Linked DNA regions of Mus musculus: region 1 is linked to region 2. Evidence: chromatin contacts called from public HiChIP or PLAC-seq data. All regions are on one chromosome and are shown on one strand. The core of a region is the stretch at or near the end of the contact, and the rest is flanking DNA. Distances in the headings are between cores, read along the strand shown. Region 1 has its middle 28 kb from the start of Gm41512. Region 2 holds the start of Ripk4 (receptor-interacting serine-threonine kinase 4).

Region 1 (5,246 bases), core at 2,264-4,763, 120 kb before region 2:
GCACGCACACACACACACACACTCTCGCATACACGCGCGTGCACACACACACACACTCTCGCATACACGTGCGTGCACACACACACACACACACACACACATACACACACACAGGCATACACTAGCACACTGAAACCCATCTCAAATGACTGAATCACCTTGTGAAGGAACCTACAAATGTGAGATCCTGTCCTGCAGGTGTGAGCTTCTGTCTACAGGTTCCCTCCTCTCGAGGTGGGTATATCTCTGTCTCTTCTAAGTTTCAGAGTCATTTTACACCCTGACATCCACCTTCCCCTGCGAAGCTGGGAGAATAGAGAAGTCTAAATTTTTTTTTCTCCAGGGCAGTTTATAAGCATGGATTGTGCATTGCTGGAGACTCCATTGTCACCACAGAGGCCACACAATCCTGAGGCAGGGATCGCTGGGCTACTGGCAGACAGGGAGTCTTTAGACATCACCTGGTTTGTTTCTGCTATTGCTAAGGGGAAACTGCAAACAGCAATTTGCTGCCCTTTGGTTTCAGCGCTGGGACAGAACTAGAATGGACTGCCCTGCTCTGGACCCTGCTGCTATCCTGTGCCAGTCATTTTATCCTCGTCTGGTCAGATTCTTGGGCCAAGTTGTAATGCACTTGAGTTCAGGGTGAGAACCACCTCCTGTCACAAGGGCCTTGTATCAGCACAGGTTCCTGTCCCTTGTTGACTGTGAGAGCCAAAAGACCAATGCCATTGGAGAGTTAGCCTAAAAATCTGTGTCCCTGCTGTGGGCACGGTTCAGTTTCTTCTTAGCTGTGAGGGCAAAATGTTTGAGCCCATCTTCAGTAGAATGTGAGTTATGGACTACAACTGGTCTCTGGAAGGTTCTAGGCTTCAACATATTCTCTTTCTCCCTCTCTCTCCCTCCTTCCCTCCCTTCCCTCCCACCTCCATCCATCTATCCCTCCGTCCCTCCCTCCCCTTCCCTTCCCTCTACCACTATCCCCCTCTCCCTTTCCTCCCTCCCTCCCTCTCCCTCCTTCCCTCTCTTTCCCTCCCACCCCCATCCATCCATCCCTCCGGCCCTTCCTCCCCTTCCCTTCCCTATACCACTATCCCCCTCTCCCTTTCCTCCCTCCCTCTCCCTCCTTCCTTCCTTTCCCTTTCTCCCCCTCCATCCCTTCCTCCCCTTCCCTTCCCTCTACCACCATCCTCCTCTACCTTTCCTCCCTCCCTCTCCCTCTCCCTTTCTCCCTTCCTCCCTCCCTTTCTCCGTTTGAGACAGGGTTTCACGTAGCCCAGACCAACCTTGACCTCACTATGCAGTGTAAGGTAATGTAAATTTCTGGTCCTGTCACTATCATCTGAGTACTGAGATCACAGGTGTGCAGCACTAGGCCTGGCTGCTCTCTCCTTTTTTCTCCATGCAATCTTTCTACATTAGGGCTTTGTAGATTTGGTCTGCTCCCACCAAGAGGAGAGCAGGGGGTGGGGGGTGGGCTCAAGATAGTTTCAACCACTGCTCCCAAAATAATTCAGGCAGAGGAGGGCCTGGGATCTCACTTCATCCTCTAGAATATACAGATGGAAGTTCTGTTAGGCCAGTCACCTCAGCAGGGCTTACAGTCACTGTGGGCCGTAGCTGGAGCCATCAAGCACAGGATAAACAAAGTACATTGCATTTTGTTTGACATGTAATGCTGACAAAGCATTAGGGTTTTTACACACACACACACACACACACACACACACACACACATACACACACACACCTTTAAAAAATACAAATTATAACAAAGTAAACACCTGCTCAAAAGAATAAAAGAGGTGTCCCATAAACCTCTGTTCATCAAGATATTGTTTCAGAACCCTCTGTCTCTCTAGGTCACCAGCAGGTAGGTGAGTGACAACCTAGCCTATTGTTTCAGCAATAGCCCTTGTGAAGGAGCCCACCCTGCTCTGCACAAGTGGCCCAGTGTTCTCTAGCATGGCCATCACCTAGGCTGATCCTGGCAGAAGTAAAGACATTTCACACAAAGACCCTAGTTCCCCTCATTTCTATTCTAAGAATGTTGTGATGGGACCCTAAGGAATTGAGATTTCCCCAGTGTAGTACTGGGAGAAGAAAAAGAGAAGAACTTGTCTGCCAGGAAGAATTCTCTTCTAGTGCTGACAATGGGCACAATGACTGCAGGGGAGAAGAGACTGGAGACGGATTTGTGACCTAGATGGGTCAGGGAAGGGCAGGACTACACCTTGACCAGACCTGCTTAAATTTGCCTTCTATTTAAACCTAGACCTCATGTCAGGGCCCTGAAGGTGAACTTGGGAAGTGGTCACTGGCCCTTTATTTTTGCCTATTTCTAAAGCAAGAAGGTTGGGAAATCTTCAAGGTTTCAAAGCCCCTGATGGGTAGCAGGGACAACAGTTGGTGGAAGAGGGTGGGGTTCTAGAGGAAGGTAAACTTCCTGACTTTTTTACAGTCTAGAAATCTCCATGATCCCAAGTGGGTCCTAGAGGACAAGACCCAAAGGTGAGGAAGAAAAGAAAAAAAAGGAAAGGATGGGGGAGGAGGGGAAGGAAGAAGAAGATACGCATGGGGAGAGAAAGAACAAGAGGATGGTTATAGAGGAGTTGCAGATACCATATGCTATCAAGAAATATTTGGCAGGAAATGTAGGAAAGACCTTTGGGAATTGGAGAGAGGGACACACTTGTGAAGGGGTTAGGGGAAACAGAGGGGCCACAGCAAAGAAGGATCTGGGGTGGCAGGTCTGACAGGTAACTGGCATATTTCACTGAGGTAGGGAAATGAAAGATATGGGCCCAAGATTCTCCAGGGATGCCCCAGGCAGCCCAAGAGCTGGGTGGAGTCTGGAGAGGATTCTACACAGACTGACTGAAGGTATATCTACCTCATCTACCTCCATACTCAAAGACATGAGGTCAGGAAATGGTGGGAGGGTGGGGATAGTGCCAAGTCTTGTCCCTCCACTTTGAATATCCTTCTGGCCTCATGTTTCCAGGGACAGGAAAAGCAAAAGCAAAAATTAAAAAAAAAAATTAAAACCAACTAAACAAACAAAAAATAACCACAACAAAGAAAGCGACTTCAGTCTTTTTTCTTCCTATCTGATGTGGACTTTGAGCTTAGGAATTATATCCTTTGGGAAGACCTGAAACATTTGCATCTTAGTAGCCTGGATATGACAGTTTTAAGCATACCAGGTAGGGAGAAGCTATGAGGTTGGCCCTGCAATAAAGTGTGGCCCTGTCACTTGACTTCCTCAGTGACAGATTTCCCTTAGGACCAGTTTCCAGATGGAAGGGAAAGACTGCCCTGTCTGAGACGCCTGTATTCTACCTTCTGTGCTCCACCATGTTTAATGAAACTTCTTGTTTCTTGTGGTGTCTGGCAAGCAGTGAGGCACTTGTTCCGGGAACATAGAACAAAGGGACCCTCCCAAAGGCCTGGCTGTTTCCTTGTTTCTAAGTCTTTATTGATTTTTTTTTAATTACAGCTTTCTTTTCAAACAACTGGAGGCTCTTTAGTGCAGGGCATACTTCCTGGCTTGTCCCTTGGCTGTTACCCCACCTTCTCTCATGTGTCCCCATCTCCAACAGCTGGAAAATAAGCCACCTGGATTTCCCGACATCCCCAAATTTCTGAGTCAGTACAGAACCCTCTTCTAGTGTTCATTTTTTCCATACGGGGCACTTCAGCCTACCTATCCACTTATCTGTTCAACCTCTGTCGTCTTCTCCCTCTCTCCACCTCCTCCACTCCCCATTTCCTTTCTTTCCTACATTTTAAAAAATATTTTAATGACTTATTTTATGTATATGTGGTCTATCTGCATGTACACCTACATGCCAGAAGAGGGCATCAGATCTTACTACAGGTGGTTGTGAACCACCATGCGGTTGCTGGGAATTGAACTCTGGACCTCTGGAAGAGCAACCAATAATGCTCTTAACTGCTGAGCCAACTCTCCAGCCCTGCTTCCATACTTTTGTCTAAAAGTGCTGGGGATGCGGGCTAGATCATGCTGGGCAAGTGCTAATGCTGGGCAAGTGCTCTCTGTTTGGGCTGCACATAGCTCTCTTGCCTTCTTCTCCCAGAGTGTTGTTCTGGATCTCTGACAATATTTTTCAAATGTCAGTATTAAGACAAGACTTTTCCTGTCCTTAAACTGAAAAGAAAGGTGGCCTTTCATTGCATCTCTGTTGCCCTCCAGCTTGTCACCTTAGCTGTTCCCACCTGAGGCTGTGTTTAGAATCAGCACAAGGTCCCTGCTTGCTACCTGGTCCTCTTTAAACCATATGGAAAACAGTATTGCTTCTGGAAGGGAGCCATTTACTGTACCTGGACCTTAGAGATGTCATCAGCATAACAGCACAATGAACTGGCCCATCCCATGAAGGACTGTGTATGTTCTGGCAGGAAGCCATTTACTGTTTCTGAACCTTAGAGACTATTAGATAGTGTCATAAGTCACTCACACAGCTGCCACAATGTGGTTACTGTCTGAGAACCAGGATGTAACTGGGAGTTAGCAGGAGGTTTGATCTGTCCTCCAGTGTCCTATTCCCTGGATGCTTGATGGCTCTAGTAAGGTTTCCTCATAAGAACAGTCTTTTCAGGCCACTGCCATCCCAAGTCCCCTTGATTCAGGAAACTTCCTGGAACAGAGGAGCAGATACTCTTTCAGGCCAGTGACCTGACCTTTGTCCCACTGTCTTACAGTGTATTTGGAATATAAACATTTGGTTCCAAGCAGTCTGAGACTGTAAGCCAGCTGTAAGCCCATGACAGCTAAAAATCCCAGCATTCGAGAAAAAGCTCAGAGCCAGAGTGGGACATCAACACTTATACAGCTCTTCTACAAAATGCACATCACCTGGAAACAGCAGGTGACTCAAATCCAAGGTCCTCTTACCACTCACAACCCAGTTTTCCCCCAAAGAGGCTCAATCAGATATTGTTCCATCTTCAAGGGGATGGAACAGCATTGCAACCAAGCACAGCTTACAAGCTGGACCAAACAGAGCATGCTAAGGAATGGATGAACCTTGGACACAGTCTGCAGGTGACATGGTATCACCTACTATTCTCATTTTTAGTTTTTGATAGTGCCCAGGGGCCATGGAAATGCTACCTTGAGGGAATCAGAGCTAAGAATGCTACCACAACCCTTAGTCAGGCTGCATTTAAAAATTCAAAGGTAAGACATTAAGGGGCCTGGAGAGGTTACTCAGAGGTTAAGA
Region 2 (5,788 bases), core at 2,601-5,100:
TACAAACCTGGGGTTTGCTCGGGCTCGTCCCAACGAGCTGAGGCCCAACTCTGCATTAGCAGCTCTTGGGCCCCTGTGCCAGGGACTTTGTTTTTCTGAGCTCCTCTTAGCTGGGAGCAGGGAGAGGCCTAGGGCCCCTGGGTCATTTTGTTCTAAGATTGCCAGACCTGCTCTCCTGTACCTGTGATCTCCCAAGTGAGAGTCAGCCAGGGAACAGGACCCTACCCCCACCCCAAGACACCTGGCCCCAGGAAGAAGAGAAATCAGATGAATGGGGGAATCGCTTATGAATTATGACCAGGTCCTCTAAGTGTCCCCACCTTGGCAACACATTTTTATAAGTGCCCCAGACCTGATAAGAAATGGAGAGTCACAAGAAGGAGAATGGGGCCTGGGCAGCTGCTGGAGAGCCAAGAGAACCCCCACCCCTACCCCCACCCCCACCCCCCACCCACCCCCCAGCTAGCTTGAAGGGTGAAAAATGTGACTGGCCCACAGCTGAGGCTAAAGTAAAGACCATAAACAACAGCAGGAAACTATACGAAGAAGAGGTAGATGTTAGCTGGCCTGGGTGTCATTATGGATGGACCCCACCCTCACAATCAGCTTTGAACACTATTTCCAGGACCCCTGGGGAAGTACCACAATGGCCTCTCCTTAGAAGTAAGGTTAGCAGGGCTTTGTCAAGAAGCCCATTAGAGGGAAAGCTGTTTCCTCCTAGTAAAGTATGGCTGGCTGGCCTTTCTTTCTTTCTTTCTTTCTTTCTTTCTTTCTTTCTTTCTTTCTTTCTTCCTTCCTTCCTTCCTTCCTTCCTTCCTTCCTTCCTTCCTTTCTTTCTTTCTTTTAAAGACAAGGTAGGTCTCTTTGCATCAATGGTTCGAAACCTGTGCATTATAACCCCTTTGGGGGCCACATATCAGATATTCTGCATATCAGATATTTACATTATGAATCACCACAGTAGCAAAATAACAGTTACGAAGTAGCAACAAAATAATTTTATGGTTGGGGATTACCACAACATGAACTGTATTAAAGGGTCACAGCATTAGGAAGGTTGAGAAACACTGTTCTACAAAGTCCTGATAGCTCTGGAATTCACTAAGTAGACAAGACTGGCCTCAAACTTTTAGAGCCCTGCCTCTGCCTTCCTGAGTGCTTGGCTTATTTACAAGGTAGCAAAGACAAACTTGTCCCTCCCTTTAGAGTTAAGCCAAAGGGGCCTGTCAAACATCTGAACAGAAAAAGACACCTCAAAAGCTGTAACTTCAGGAATCACAATAGACCTAAAGAAAGGAAAGTTAAAGAGACAGAAGAAATAACTACCCTCTTAATGAAATGTATGTGTGATGCCTGGGGAGCCCTTCCTTGGGGAAGCTACTTCAGACCCTCACCGCTAAGCCTATATGCTTTTCAGTTTTCCCCTTCTTTCTTTCTGGAACCCTTTTTGCTAAGCCTGCTCACTCTGATGCTCTGGGCATCTTCCTACTCTCTCTGTTTCTGAAGTCCTTCCTTTCTCACTCACCCCTTCCTAACTTCTTGAGGTCCACAGCAGAGCCTTCTGCCTGACCTCACAGAAAACAGGACTTTTTCTTTTTCTCTTTTGTGTCTCCACTGCCAAGACTGCTTGTTGGCCCTGTTGTTTTCTCTGAAACCTCAAAAAAGTTCCTTCAAGCCCATGTTTAAATCCTCTTATCTCTGAGATTAAGACCCTGCAAATAAGATGTTGTGTCCTCTGGCTGGGGATGGGCAATGGGGGGCAGGAACTGCACACAAAGCCCCTGGGAAAATTCTGTTTCTACTTCTACATAATGCCTTGCAAAGGCAGGCAAGGCAGGACTACAGCACAACAGGCCAGGGAAAGTCAGCCTCCCTCAACAGCTATTTCAAGCTTCAGAAGCAACCTGGCTAGCCTGCAGGACAACAGGCCCCTCAGGCACAGCAGAACACAAACATTTCCTAGCGGCAGAACTTCCTAAAGCAGGGAGCTTAAACACAACCTGTCCTGGGTGGGAGAAGTCAACCCCACATACAAAGGAGCAAAGCAGCTCCAACCTGGTGGCCAAGTACTTCCTGCTGAGTACTGCTGACCTCTACCTGCCTGCTAACATGCCACCACCTGCCTGCTTCAGTCAGGGAAGAAAGGCCTTGCAATTAAAGGACAGTTTGACACAGGCTTTCTCTGCAAGTGGAAAAACCCTGCCTTCAACCTGGTCACCCCCCAAAAAAGACCTGTATAACTGTACCGAATATTGACTCCAAGGACACCACACCTGGGGTAGTTCATATTTAACCCTCCAATAGTCAAATTCTGTCAAGTATTTGATGGTGAATAACATTGACTCTGCCTAGAAAACAATCCCACTAAGTCTCTGAGGGCATAAGAAACATCCACGCAGAGGTGTTGTGGTCATTGCTGTTTTGGTTTTTACCTTTGAAAAAACTGTGGGCTGCTATTCAAAAATGGTTTGGATTTCACCAAAATAACCACAGGGCTCCCCTGGCCTGAAGGGTTCCCAGAACTGGAGTCTAGGAGGGTTTACACAGCATGATGAGCTGGTAGTGATTTTAGACACTAGTTCCCACCGTACCAGTTTCTAAGAAAAACTGGGTGATAGCAGAAGGCAAGCAAGCAAACAAACACAAACACCCGATAGCTCTGACAGTTTCCAGGCTAGAGATGAGGCATAAAGAGAGAACTCAAACCATCCCTCTTATTGTCACCCAGGCAGCCATAGTCACTACTCCAAAGTAATGTTGGAGTTCAGAGTTTCCGTGACTTAAGGCTGGTCCTGCAGACAGCTCAATGGAATTTAAGAGCTTTCTTTCTCTGGGTAAAACGCAAACACCACCACCATGTCGGCTTGGTTTGAGAGGAAGTCATTTAAGTCTGCCGTTCTGAGGCTCATACATAACCTATTACTACCAAACCTAAACAGTGAAACCTGAGGAAAATGTTTTTGAATAACTGCTCCGCACCTCGCCTCCAAATTTACTCACAAACCACAATCGCCAAAGAGTTTACCAGGGACCTCTCTGAGTCCTTTCCTATCGCTGGAATAATCCGCTAGGAGGGACAAAGAAAGGCCCAAGGTGCCCGGGGCCACCTGCCCAGGGTCAAAGAAAGACGTTCCCAGGGTCTCGCTCCTACCTTAAGTCCTTTAAAACGAAAGTGTGCGGGAAAAAGCTGTGGCATAACCAGATCTCAGACCTAAGCGAGACCCGGAGCCCTGTAAGCGGCTGTGCGCCGCGGACGCCTCGCCGGAACACAGCCGGTGCTTCCGAACGAAATAATTACGGTCTTACACCAATTTGTGCTCCGACGAAAATTACTAAGTGGAACTGAATCTAACTCGTTCACAAAGCGCAGAGGCCCACACGGCAATTTCTCTAAGCCCGGCGCGGACCGCAGCATTTGGTGGGTCCCGGACGAGCCCGACGCACCTCACAGGGCTCAGGGCCATCGCTCCCCGCCAGCTCCGAATCCCAGAAGCACTGGAGCTGCGAGGGACCGGTGGCCTGAGTGGCGCAAACTCTCTTCCGCGGCGCTTCACGTAGCACGCAGCCCCCATCCCACCCGGCCCCGCCCGGGAGCTGACCTGTCGTCGACGTGCAGACTGGGCGAGCACTTGATCGCGAGCCACGTCTTCCAGTGCACATGGCGCACCTTGTACACCTGCCCGAAGCCGCCCGAGCCCACCTTCTCCCAGCCTGCGAATTCGCCGGCGTCGAAGGTGCGCAGCAGCCCCAGAGCCCACCGGCCCCGGCCCTCGCCCTCCATCGCGTGCGTATCGCAAGCAGCCTGGCTCAACCGTGTCCGCCCAGGTGCTCAGGTGCATGCCCCGCCCGCTGACGTCACTTCCGACGCTAGCCCCATCCCGCCCCGCCAGTCCCCTGGGCCCACCCCCGACGCCCTCAAGGGAGCGGCTGCCGGTGAGAGTCTAGCGCCGGGTGTTGCGGTCCCACCAGGGATCGGTGGAATCCCTGCGCTCCTAGGGGCGTGCGCTGTGGCTGGCCAACTTCTCACTGTAGTTGTAGTTCGTACCTAGTTCACTTCTCACAGTGCTGCCACTCTGCAAAACACAACAAAGTATAGTTTCCAACTGAGACGTGGACTTAGATCTGATCGCCAGGCTTGCTCAGGTTTCCCGGGTTATGCGCATCTTCGTTTGCAAACGTTAAATCCTACACAATGTTATCGTCTGGGTCAGTTCATGTACCCGATGCCAGTGGAGAAACAGAACATTCTGTGCCCTCCTGGGAGGCTTTTGTAACTTGCACTCTTAGGCCCTGGCGATCGCTAATCTTTTTTTCTCTCCCTCCGCCCTCCCCCGAAAACATTTGTTTATATTAGAGTTATATAGTATCCAACCTTTAGGACTGGTTTTCCACTCCCCTTGCGTCTTGGTTTGTTTTTTGTTTTTGTTTTTGTTTTTTTACCGAATTCTTCATAGGAGGTAACTGGTTCTTTAAAATTCAATCGCCCCTACCCTATAGTTCAAGCCTGTAAATCACAGTTCTGAGGAGACTGAGGCAGGGGCATCACCTCAAGTTTGAGATCAGCCTAGGCTTCAGAGGGAGGTCTTGTTTTAAACAAACAAACAAATATCCCTTCATTATGGAAAACAGTGACCTTTTAAAGGTAAACAGATGGCTGGAAAAGGAAGGATAATCAACCTGTTCATCTTTGAGAAAATTCAGCTTTGGGAAGGTAGCCTGGTCAGAGGTGGAAATGCCTGCTGGTTAGGTCTCTACCTTCAAAAAACATTTGTGCCCGCTGTGCTTTTATTAAAAGTGAGCTATTCCTTACCAAGGCATATGAAAACTGGGCATGATGGGAGAAGAGGAGGGGACGTTGTGAGGACAGTAATTCTAGAGAACCTCTCTCCTGAGAGGTAGATTTCAAGTCACACCTAGCAACTGAGTCTTCTCTCCTGAGCCTCATCCCCCAGCTGGCTTCCCAGTGGAGGGGCCCACAATCCCAGCCCTACATGCTTGGAGGTGGGGGTGGGGGTGGGAGAGTCTCCTGGGAGCCATAGGCACTACCTTCCTTTTCCACACAATTTCTGAGTCCAAGGCAGCAGATAGCTATTTTAAATTCATCTGTAGTGAATATACCTAATGAATAAGCTAACCCTTTAAGAATAATTGGGGCTTTTCAATGAATAAAAATAACTTGAAAGTCAACATAGTCATTATTTTGGTAAGGAAAAAAATTGACTAGAAAGTGAGTCATGGCACCCGTTTCCGGGGTACAGCTCCAGGTATCTTTCTCTCCACGTTTCTAGTCTCACCCTGTCTGCTCAACTCCAGGGAGGAAGGGGGTGACTAACAACAGCCCATAGCAGTCAAGTAATAAAACACTCCAATTTCATTTATTTAATCATCTATGTGCTTCACTCAACAAATATTTATGGAGTGTCTGCTGCAGGCTTCATATGGAAACTGGAGCCCAGGGAGCCCAAAACAGCCAGCCCACTTAGAGACCCAAGTCCAGAGATGTCACTAGGTTAAGTCCTCCCTGCTTCCAGTCTGTTAATCTGTAAAGAGGGAACCAGATTCCTGCTGGAACTTCTCTGGAGCACTTGCTAGCAGGTGAAGTTGACATCTCCAAGTGGGAAGGCGAAGCTGCAAGTTACATTCATCTTTTGTAGGTCAAAAGATGAATGTTCAGATTAGAAGAAAAAAAGTAAGTGAGCAACAATTCAAGTTTCGTGCCCCCAAACTGGGAGGCTGCTGGACTGGGGACTCCAGCTACATTAATGAATCTGACAAAGGACCTGTGTGA

What was found. HiChIP or PLAC-seq counts read pairs in DNA pulled down with a chosen protein or histone mark.
Region 1: a FOXA1 HiChIP or PLAC-seq map of pancreatic cancer cells shows a contact between it and region 2. The contact joins the enhancer-like site here to the promoter of Ripk4 in region 2. A contact is called at or near these places in 5 of 39 promoter capture datasets (the 3T3-L1 cell line, cranial neural crest, embryonic stem cells and 2 more), 1 of 15 datasets of contacts at CTCF or cohesin (the NIH/3T3 cell line), 3 of 484 Hi-C or Micro-C datasets (embryonic stem cells, liver and nephron progenitors), 4 of 115 datasets of contacts at active chromatin or transcription factors (embryonic stem cells, extraembryonic endoderm stem cells, pancreatic cancer cells and 1 more) and 3 of 9 other capture datasets (embryonic stem cells, liver and pancreatic islet).

Annotation. Positions count from the first base shown.
Region 1 is chr16:97,640,453-97,645,698 of GRCm38.p6, forward strand. It overlaps a transcript of Tmprss2 not described here. Among named protein-coding and RNA genes, the nearest start is that of Gm41512, 28 kb to the right of the region's middle. Within about 2 kb of position 3,514, at least 18 of the 459 cell types and tissues checked have an H3K27ac peak or open chromatin away from gene starts, as enhancers often do. A contact at or near this core is called in pancreatic cancer cells, where this site is marked.
Region 2 is chr16:97,759,929-97,765,716 of GRCm38.p6, forward strand. It overlaps Ripk4 (receptor-interacting serine-threonine kinase 4), which reads right to left and starts at 3,851. Exons shown (of 8, transcript NM_023663.7): 1 at 3,600-3,851. The coding sequence starts at 3,781.